Linked DNA regions of Mus musculus: region 2 is linked to region 1. The links are chromatin contacts, called in public HiChIP or PLAC-seq maps. All regions are on one chromosome and are shown on one strand. Each heading gives the region's core, a stretch centred on a gene start, on an enhancer-like site or on the middle of the called end of the contact. The rest is flanking DNA. Distances are from core to core; before and after follow the strand shown.

What was found. HiChIP or PLAC-seq counts read pairs in DNA pulled down with a chosen protein or histone mark.
Region 2: an H3K27ac HiChIP or PLAC-seq map of embryonic stem cells shows a contact between it and region 1, with 5 times the contacts expected there. The contact joins two enhancer-like sites. A contact is called at or near these places in 2 of 39 promoter capture datasets (liver and pre-B cells), 1 of 484 Hi-C or Micro-C datasets (bone marrow-derived macrophages) and 6 of 115 datasets of contacts at active chromatin or transcription factors (the NIH/3T3 cell line, embryonic stem cells, forebrain and 2 more).

The regions. Positions count from the first base shown.
Region 1 is chr15:5,149,605-5,154,786 of GRCm38.p6, reverse strand. All of the region lies in intron 1 of Prkaa1 (protein kinase, AMP-activated, alpha 1 catalytic subunit), which reads right to left. Among named protein-coding and RNA genes, the nearest start is that of Prkaa1, 8.3 kb to the right of the region's middle. Within about 2 kb of position 2,411, at least 10 of the 459 cell types and tissues checked have an H3K27ac peak or open chromatin away from gene starts, as enhancers often do. A contact at or near this core is called in embryonic stem cells, where this site is marked.
Region 2 is chr15:5,893,321-5,898,502 of GRCm38.p6, reverse strand. No RefSeq gene overlaps it. Among named protein-coding and RNA genes, the nearest start is that of Gm41259, 150 kb to the left of the region's middle. Within about 2 kb of position 2,607, at least 8 of the 459 cell types and tissues checked have an H3K27ac peak or open chromatin away from gene starts, as enhancers often do. A contact at or near this core is called in embryonic stem cells, where this site is marked.

The sequences.
Region 1 (5,182 bases), core at 1,162-3,661:
ACAGGTCGCTCATACACACAGCACCAGTCCTCTACAACGAGGTCGCTGTCTATCTAAAATTTTTCAAGAACATTTCTATGGCCACAGACGGGAACAGTCATCAACTTTGGAAGGCTGGCATTATGAATACCATTCTACGGGGCACTGAGGCACCCACAGACACAATGTGTCCTAAGTACACGGCTGGTGCGTGGCACAGCCCAAAGCTCTAACTCAGATTGGGTTCAACACTGGAAGCTCCCTCCAGGAGAGGAAACATGACAGCACTCTTTAGACATTTTTAAATTCTTTATTTTAAGTATTATTACTGAATGCATGGTATCCACGTATGAGTGTGGCGAAGCCTCGTGCCACAGTGCACTTGCAGAGAGGGCAGAGGCTAAGCTTCAGGAGACAGTACCGTCCTTCCAGGCGGGTTGGTACCCACAGAGTCAAGGCCAGACCATAATAATATAGTTTTAGAAGAACTCTAGGAGCTGGAGCGGTAACTCAGGAGTTAGGAGCTCGTAATGATTCTGCAACGGATCTGCTCGGTTCCCAACACCTACACTGGGCTGCGTCACTACCAGTAACCCCAGTCCAGAGAGACCCAAGACTTCTGGCCTCTGTAGGCACCAGCACTCACAAGTACAAACCCACAGACATGTACGTGATTTAAAATAATGAAATAGCCAGACATGTAATATCTACCACGAAGAAAGCAGGGGCAAGTGAATCTCCGAGTTCAAGGCCTCACGGTCTAAAGAATGAAACCCTACCTAAAATTATGCCAATGATAATAAAATTAGCCTTTAAGAAAAGATAAATCGCCGGGCGTGGTGGTGCACGCCTTTAATCCCAGTACTCGGGAGGCAGAGGCAGGCAGATTTCTGAGTTCAAGGCCAGCCTGGTCTACAAAGTGAGTTCCAGGACAGCCAGAGCTACACAGAGAAACCCTGTCTCGAAAAACCAAAAAAAAAAAAAAAAAAAAAAAAAAAAAAAAAACAGGAAAAGATAAATCAAAACAGAAGTTGCACAGTATATATAATGCATATATATGCATCCTTCTAATAAAACATATAAAAGTTGCACATATCAGAAACATCTTCTGATACCTTATAATGAAAATTTGAAAATAGATTGAATTTTCCATACTTAAAAAAAAAAAATCACTCTAAAATTTCACTCTTTCATTTGATCTTTTTCCTGTATTAGACCATAAGCCTTGCCTGCTGAAAACCTACCTATCAATTTCAAAATCTTTTTATTCTAGTTTTTGAAATTTAAAAATCTCAAGAGATATTATAGAGACATTGGCATTTGATTAAAGCATTCTCTCAAATCAAGTTACAAGTTAACCCCTGGGGGAAGAGAACATCTGGGGAGAGGAGTGCTAAGGAGGAGAGGGGCAGGCTGGGAAGAGGGAAGGGTATATGAGAGAAGAATAAATATTTAAAATTATCATTAAATAATGATAATGATAATAAATGTTAAAAAAAAAAGTTACCCTAAAATCAAGAAAAGGGGCATGATGTCACACAATTTTAATTTCAGAATTCAGGATTAAAGGTAACCGATCTCTGAGTTTAAGGTCAATCTGATCTCAATAGAATAAGTTCCAGGACATCCAGATCTGCGTAGAAAAACCTTGCTCAAAAAAAAAAAAAAAAAAAAAAAAGTCAACACAATCAATTTACTAAGTCCTTTAAAGAATCTTTTGAAAAGGCATACAACTTTAACCTTGAGAGACCTTCCTAAAAAGAAAGTGAGAGACCCTGAGTTCAACGTTTCAGTTCCCATGCCTGTAACCTCAGCATCTAGAGGGCAGAGGCAGGCAGATCCCAGAATGCCAAGCAGCCTAGCTGAAAAGGTGAGTAAGCTTCAGGTTCAGTGGGGGACCTTGAAAAACAGAGAGCAACACAGGTAAACACCTGACACCAGGATCTGTGTCCACAAATAAATAACAAAACATGAAAGAGTAGAGGGAGTCTGGCGAGCTGAAAACCACGTCAACCTGGAACCTCAGAATGTTGTCTTACTTACAAGCAGTTCTTTAAAATCTTTAAAATTAGTAGGGGCTGAAAAGATGGTTCTGTGGTTAAGAACACTGACTGCTCTTCCAGAGGTCCTGAGTTTCAATTCCCGGCAACCACATGGTGGCTCACAACCATCTGTAATGGAATCCAATGCCCTCTTCTGGTGTGTCTGAAGACAGCTACAGTGTACTCATATACATTAAATAAATAATTTTAAAAATAGAATTTAGAAAAGGCTCTCAAAATGGTATGATGCTAGAATGAGCACAGTTATCTAAGGACTTGCTCTCTTATGAGGAGCGCAGAAACAGGAGAGTAGCCATACGGTGGGGGCAGCAGCAGAGGGTGGAGTTATGCTAGGCCCGGAGAAACCAGGAATAACAGAGGCTAAGAGGTAAGGCACACATTCGCCACTGACCTTCAGAAGGAGCACAGCCCTTGAGACTCCCATTTTCCCTCCTCTGACCTTCGACTGTCCGAGAATAATTTTCTCTAGTTTTAAGCCCCCAACCTTTAGTACTGCTATTGCAGCCCTAGCAAGGTGATATGCTTATTGATGTAAGAAGTGCCCAGTGGGCTGGAGAGACAGCTCAGCAGTTAAGAGCACTGACTGAGTTCAATTCCCAGCAACCACATGGTGGCTCACAGCCATCTGCAATGAGATCTGGCGCCCTCTTCTAGTGTGTCTGAAGACAGCAACAGTGTACTCACATATAATAAATAAATAAATCTTTAAGAAAATAGAAATAAATAAAAAATAAACACTGGCCAGCACTCTGGAGGAGTAGGCAGGAGAATTGGGAGATCAGGCCAGACCAAGCTATAGGACTCAAGGGTGATAGATAGATGGCTCAGCAGTTCAGAACACAAACTTCTCCTCCACAGGACCACCACCAACAGGAGGCATACAACCCTCTGTTACCCCAGCTTCAGCTGGCTCCAACACCTTTGACCTCCACACCCGCCTTCAATCAAAAGCATATATATAAACACACACAAACATAATTTTAAAAATAAGCTTTAAAAACAGGAGTTGAATAAAAAAGGCTTTCTATACTGGATTATATACTTCCAAGGTTTCAAAAATACAGTATTCGGGGCCTGGTGAGATGGCTCAGTAGGTAAGAGCATCCGACTGCTCTTCCAAAGGTCCGAAGTTCAAATCCCAGCAACCACATGGTGGCTCACAACCATCTGTAATGAGATCTGACTCCCTCTTCTGGAGTGTTTGAAGACAGCTACAGTGTACTTACATATAATAAAAATAAAAATAAATTAAAAAACAAATAACATTTATTCTGATGGAGTTAGGAATTTTGGGAGTGGGTGTGGGTGGGTATGGGGGACTTTTGGTATAGCATTGGAAATGTAAATGAGCTAAATACCTAATAAAAATTTTTTAAAAAATGCAAAAAAAAAAAAAATACAGTATTCACGAGGACAGGGACACAAATGTTCATCTTAAGTAAACACACACAACATGCCTTTGTATGATTCTTCCCTGGGAGTTGTTCAGCTCAGAGGACTTCCCATGACTAGCGGATGCTCCTATGGGATTTTGCTATCGAAGTTAAGTTGCATCCTGCGCAGCCTATCACGAGTCAGCTTTCACGGCCCCTTCTCCATGCTCTAAGTACTTCTTATTAGCTGGAAAAGTCACACAGCTAAAAGTACTGGAACTGAGTTTCTTAAGGTACATTGTTCAAACATAAAGTATACTGTACTTAAATATGGTATTTCTTGGTGATGGCTTGAATGTTTGGTTCTTGGTGGACGATGTGGGAAGGATTAGTAGATATGGCTTTGTTAGTGAAGGTGAGTCACTGGGGTGGACTTTAAGGTTTCAAAAGCCCATACCAGGTTCACTGTGTGTTTGTCTGTCTGTCTGTCTGTCTGTGTCTCTGGCCCCGTTCCTCACCTCCTGCTTCTGAATCAGCTGTAAGCTCTCAGTTATTATTGCTCCAGTGCCATGCCTGCCTGTCTGCTGCCATGCTCCCCACCATAAGGAGGGGACGTGGACTCATCCTCTAAAACTCAATTTAAAAAAATTGGGGGGGGGGGGGGACTCGAGACAGGGTTTCTCTGTGTAGCCCTGGCTGTCCTGGAACTCACTCTGTAGACCAGGCTGGCCTCAAACTCAGAGATCCACCTGCTTCTGCCTCCCAAGTGCTGGGCTTAAAGGCATGTGCCACCACTGCCTGGCAAAATTCTTTCTTTTATTAGCTGCCTTGGTCTTGGTGTCTCTGCAGAGCGACTGGACAGTAACTAAGCCGCTCCTACTTCCCCATCCCTGCCACTAAGGCACTTGATCTGGGAGCATCGTGGCCCTGGAAAGGAGAATGGCAACATTTTCCCTCCAATTTGTTTTCATTTTAAACCTTCATGGTTCATCCGTGAGAACTAAAGGAGACTAACGGGACCGCTGCAGATTATTCTGCCATATGCTAGAGCTCAACTCGCACATTGGTTAGCTAAGTGTGGAGTAGGTCCTGCTACACTTGTTTCAACTGGCTTTGATCCCCTAGAGCAGGCTGGTTAGCTACACTAGCCAAAGGTGTGAGCTCTGACTTAAGGTGACAGACCCTGGGGAGAAAAGGGGCACTAACACACAGATTCATAAATAAATAAATAAATAAATAAATAAATAAATAAATCAAAGTAATACAAACTTCGCTTTCCAAAGTTTTCAAACAATGTCTAGACCCTGATGATCATAAAATATTTTCTCTGTCACCATAGGCCTTATCTCAGCTGGGCATGGTGATGCATGCCTTTAATCACAGCACTCAGAGGCAGATGTATATACTGCAGAGTTCAAGGCTAGCATTGTCTGCAGAGAATTCCTGGACAGCCAGCCCTACACCACAAAGAAATCCTGTCTAAACAAACAAACAAACAAACAAACACATCTAGGTATTTTCTCCTTCCTTTTATCCGTCCTTCCCACCTTCCTTCTTCCCAGTTAAGTCCGTCATTTAAAGCTATGGTGTTACAATGTTGCCAATGTTGACCTATAGGGACACAGAAACCTTTGCTTTGAACAAATGATTGGCAACATTAACATTTCGGCAGTGTAACACTTTTAAACATAGTATCTCAGGCCTAATGATATGTCTTCAAAGCCTGTTATTTTAAGGATGAAGAAACTGAGGACGCTCAGGGTCCAT
Region 2 (5,182 bases), core at 1,358-3,857, 740 kb before region 1:
TATAATTATCAAATCAGGATAACTGTGCCCATATTGTGAAGGTGGGGATCAATGCCAAACATAACTAAATCTTATTTCTTAAAACCCACATCAAAACTGCAAAGTGAAAGAATGCATGAAATAGGAAGGCCGCTCTATCATGTTGATTAACAGTTGAGTTTGTATATTTTTCAGGTAACCACTAGCGAATCAATCGCAAGCAAATGGTTCTTTCTATGGAAGCAGTGGTTCCTGTGGAAGAACATTGTGATCCGTACACTCTGAACCAAAGTGCAGCAGTCAGGGGGTGTCAGGTAAGATCATGTTCTCTTTCATTCTGAGGACAACCAAATGGGCTCCTGAGGATAAAGTGTTGTAAATGGGCAAATAGAAAATGTCAACCACTCTGTGGCGCCAAGTTAAACAAGACGCCAACTCCTCGGTGTAATCTCGCTGCTCAGTTATTAGAATGTTAGCATAGGCTGGAAGACATCCATGTGCCAGCACATAAAAAAATACATCAGTAAATTGACGTTTAAACAATCTGGGTCATAGTAAGTGATGGAGGGGGAAAGAAGAGTCAGGGATATGTTGAACCTATTCTACATATTGTTCACAAACTGCAGAGGGCAGTCCCTTCCTGCAGGGAATATAATGATCACAGCAGATAGAGATGGCACCTTCCATAAGAACTACAGGGCAAGAACACATAGTCTATTGGTAATATGCTTTATACCACCTATCATACGCCTACTTCATTGTCTACAGCAGGGTGTCATTTGAAAGCTGTGCTCTGATAAGTATAGTAGATGCAGTTAATATCCACTCATCCCAAAACCAGAAAGAAGTAAAGAAAGGCATGTGTCTGTTTCTTAAAGTGAAACTAGATGCGATTTGTCACCAAAGGAATAAAAACCCTTCCCTCGTTTTGAATATGGAAACCTGTATTATGACCCTAAACAATAACAACAAAACCCCTACAAGATTATTCACATCTACTTGATCACAGAGCTTGCTTTCCAAGACAAATTTATATACCAGACACAGGAGTAAAATTAGAAGTTTGGAGCTAAGACAAAAGGATGGGCCATCCAGAGACTGCCCCACCCGGGAGTCCATCCCATAATCAGCCACCAAACACAGACACTATTGCATACGCCAGCAAGATTTTGCTGAAAGGACCCTGATATAGCTGTCTCCTGTGAGGCTCTGCCAGTGCCTGGCAAATACAGAAGTGGATGCTCACAGTCATCTATTGGATGAACCACAGGGCCCCCAATGGAGGAGCTAGAGAAATTACCCAAGAGCTGAAGGGGTCTGCAACCCTATAGGTGGAGCAACAATATGAACTAACCAGTACCCCCAGAGCTCGTGTCTCTAGCTGCATATGTAGCAGAAGATGGCCTAGTCGGCCATCATTGGAAAGAGAGACCCCTGGGTCTAGCAAACTTTATATGCCCCAGTACAGGGGAAAGCCAGGGCCAAGAAGTGGGAGTGGGTGGGTAGGGGAGCAGGGTGGGGGAAGGATATAGGGGACTTTTGGGATAACATTTGAAATGTAAATGAAGAAAATATCTAATAACCCCCCCAAAGAAAATGTTAATTTAGGTGCAGCTGTAAACTGTGAATTACAGATCAATGTTTTCTCCTGCTTTGAGAAAACTGACTTATCAGTCTTAAGAAAGCTGTTGATTTTCTTTTAACTTTAGATCTTATTTTTCTTCCTCTTTAAAATAAAAGGAGAAATGAACAGCACTTGAGATAAATCCCTTAATTAGAGCAATACAGTTATGCTTTGATTTTAAGATTGATTTTTGATGCTAAGATTTAAGATTTAGGAGACTATCATTTCAATTTTATCATGTATGTTTTACAATTGTTTATTATTGCTCTCATTATATAAATAAGCCTTTTAATTGAGTTATTCCTCAGTTTTTCTTCAGTCAACTGTGAATAAATACTTCACTCAGCAAGAATGAGACACATTTCAGTGTTAATTCCATTAATGTCCAGGGTTTTGTCTCATTTTCTGCTCAAACATGTACCTGGCTTGAACAAATGATTCCAGTTAAGTGTCTATTGGATTATTGTTTCATCTTAATTACTCTTTTACTTTTACTTAAAACATTTTAACCTTACAAGTTCAAACCAGGTCTTTGAAATGAAGCGGTGACAAGTTAAGTGGTGCTATGCACACTCCAGTGAAGTCTGCTTGGCAGGCCGAGAGGCCTGAAAGCACTCACAAGGCAGGGAGTTTCAAAGAAACTCAACCTCCTGGAGCCAGGCATTCTCATAACCATATACTCATACCCTATCCTCAAGTTAGTCTGCTGTATGGATCCATGTGCTCTCTTTTAGTATTATTTTATTATAAGTGCCTTTAAAGATTGAATTCTGACATAGCTAAGCCTTCGTCAGTGTTCCAACATCCTAGAAAATCCTTGAAGCCAACAAACTTGGAATTCAGTAAGAAGGTTATCTGTTCATTAACATTCAAATTTACTTCTAGAAGAGACAGTGAAACTAATTACGCATTACAAAGAACGGAGCTAGAATAGCTCAGGGCTGGTCTGCAGAGTGATTACTTAGGACAGTAGCCATTTATTCCCAAATAAGGGAATATACAATGGCCTAGCTAATAGGTGGGTTTACCATGAAAGAGGGAATCCCATTGAGACAGGGATCTTCTCTACAGCCAGGTATAGCAGGCTAGATTGCATGTTAGAAGCAAGTTGGTGAATTCTTCTGACAAATGGAGATTTGTCACAGATACTTAAAAGAACAGCCAAGTTACCTTCATATGCAAGAATTTACCAGGGCCTAGGAAATAGGGGGGTTGTGATATTGCATTATTCATGAGAAGGTCTGCTAGAACAGAACCCCCTGGTACTAGCTTTCACAAGGCTCAAAGGAGTAGCACAAATTGTGACTAGGGTGAGAAATCCTTACCTGTCATTAGCTGACCCTAGGCAGGGCTGTTTTATCTTTACTGTAAATATTACCTGGTTCCTGTAAGTCCTTTTGAAGTCATTCCTTTGTTTTGTGTCAGGTAACTTCAATGTACTTTGCCTGCTGTGACTTCCTACCCCTTTGTTTTCTGTATTATATAAGACTGGTGTTCACTTTGTGACAATACACTCAGATTCTACACAATCTCTCATGTTGATTCTGTCTGTCATTCACTGTCTCCTTGTCCACCTGCAACCAGAGACCCGTTCTACGCAGACAGGGACGAAAAAGGGTCTGTGGCAAAGTGGAAGAACACTTATCAGTCTTGGCAGTGAATAGCTCAGATAGTGTTACTTTAGAACTTAGTACAGGGCGCCAATACGAGCCAATAGTGTAATCACTGTGATGTAAGTGAAACTTGAACTGAATGGATGCACCTGTCGCAGCTCCCAGCAATTATCACATTTTAACAGACGAAGTTAAGTGTGTTTTCTTGAAAATTAGTTTTGCCAACTAAAGTATCCAATACACACAGATATGTATAAAATTAGACACTGTATTTTTATGTATTATAACACATATTAAAAAACAGGCAATTGCTTTGTTCCGAGAAATAGTATCAAAAGATACAGTAAGTAGAAGATTGTATCTTCTGCTGTGTTGGATGTTTCAATATACCACACCATTGTAAGAACATGGATATATTCCTATGGCTATGCTCTCTATGCTGGGTATATATGTCAGAGTTCTACAGTAAGCAGGATAATAGAATCATCAAATCTAATATAAAGAAAAGATGTAGAATTAATTATAAAGTTACAGACTTTATCATCTTTATCAGTCCTAAATACATGTTAAAGAAAACAAGGACATAAATAATTATATCAACTTCTGCTTCCATGATCATCCCTCATCAGTAAAATAATTTAGAAAAAATATAATTGACACTCTTCTGGTTTTTGATTGCCAAGTTTTCAATTATCTATGTCATTTGTGTAAGCTATTAGACAACTAATCTCAGTAATAATAGATTGTGGGCTCCATTCAAAAGAGATTTATATTTAATATAATGATTAGCAGGTACATAGTTCTCAGGTGTTTATGTGTTTCAAAATAACCCTCTCTTAAGATCAGGAAGTTTGCACAGCAAGCTCTAGATCATGTTTCCCGGATATGGCATGGGTTGTACATAGAAATATGCAAAGGAACTGTGATAAGCAATTCTCTGCTTTCTGTTGAGATCTCAAGTTGTCTGTGCTCCAGAGTTTTAAGGATCTCCATGGTTTATAAAGAAAAAGCACATTTTTCATTATGACATATGTACTGGCTAGTTTTATATCAACTGATACAAACTATATTCATCTGACAAGAGGAATCCTGGACTGAGAAAATGCCCTCGTCAGATTGGCTTGTGGACAAGCACATTCTTGATTAATAATTGATATGTGAAATACCAGTTTACTAGGAGTTATGCCTCCCCTGTGCTGGTAGTCCTCAATGATATATGAAGGCAGGTTAAACCAGCTACCAGGAGCAAGTAATTCAGCAGGCCTCTTCAATTGCCTCCACATCATGCCCTGCCTTCAGCCTATTGCCCTGACTTCCCTGAATTACAAGTTGGAAGATGAAATAAACTCTTTCTGCCCCAAGTTGCTTTTGGTCATGGGTTTATTTTTTTTAATCACATCAATAAAGCCTCTATCTGTTACATAATGATATAATTTTACATTCATGGTTCTCATTGAAAGCTTTTGAAATGGATTAACCTTTGTTAATGTTCATCATTTCCAAGTACTTGTTGGGGAGGTTGTTCTGTGATTCTCTGATTGCCAATCAGGAAATTGTGATGTCCAAGGTCTGAATCCACTAACAGAAGAAGCAAATGGTTCATGGCAAGAGAGATTAACAACCAAGCCCATCCCTTCCCTGTAGCAGCTGTCATATCAAGATGTGAGGAAAAAAAGCAGAGTTGTATCAAGAAGAAAATTCCTAACACCTTATGCCCCTGGTTTGTCTGCTCTGGTTTTGTGGATCAAAACACTTAGAATATTGGAACAGACTTCTAGCTACCTAAATGACAAGATTTATTAAATAAGTGGTTAAACACTTAAGTCCACTTGGTTAAAGCTTTATCACTAGATGGATTCGGAAATTAGATAAGTAGGTCAATTATAAGAATTGAATTGAGTAGCAGTGATAAAAATATAATTTGTAGAATGTCAACCATTAGTCAAAAGTAAAAGCTTAACATTAA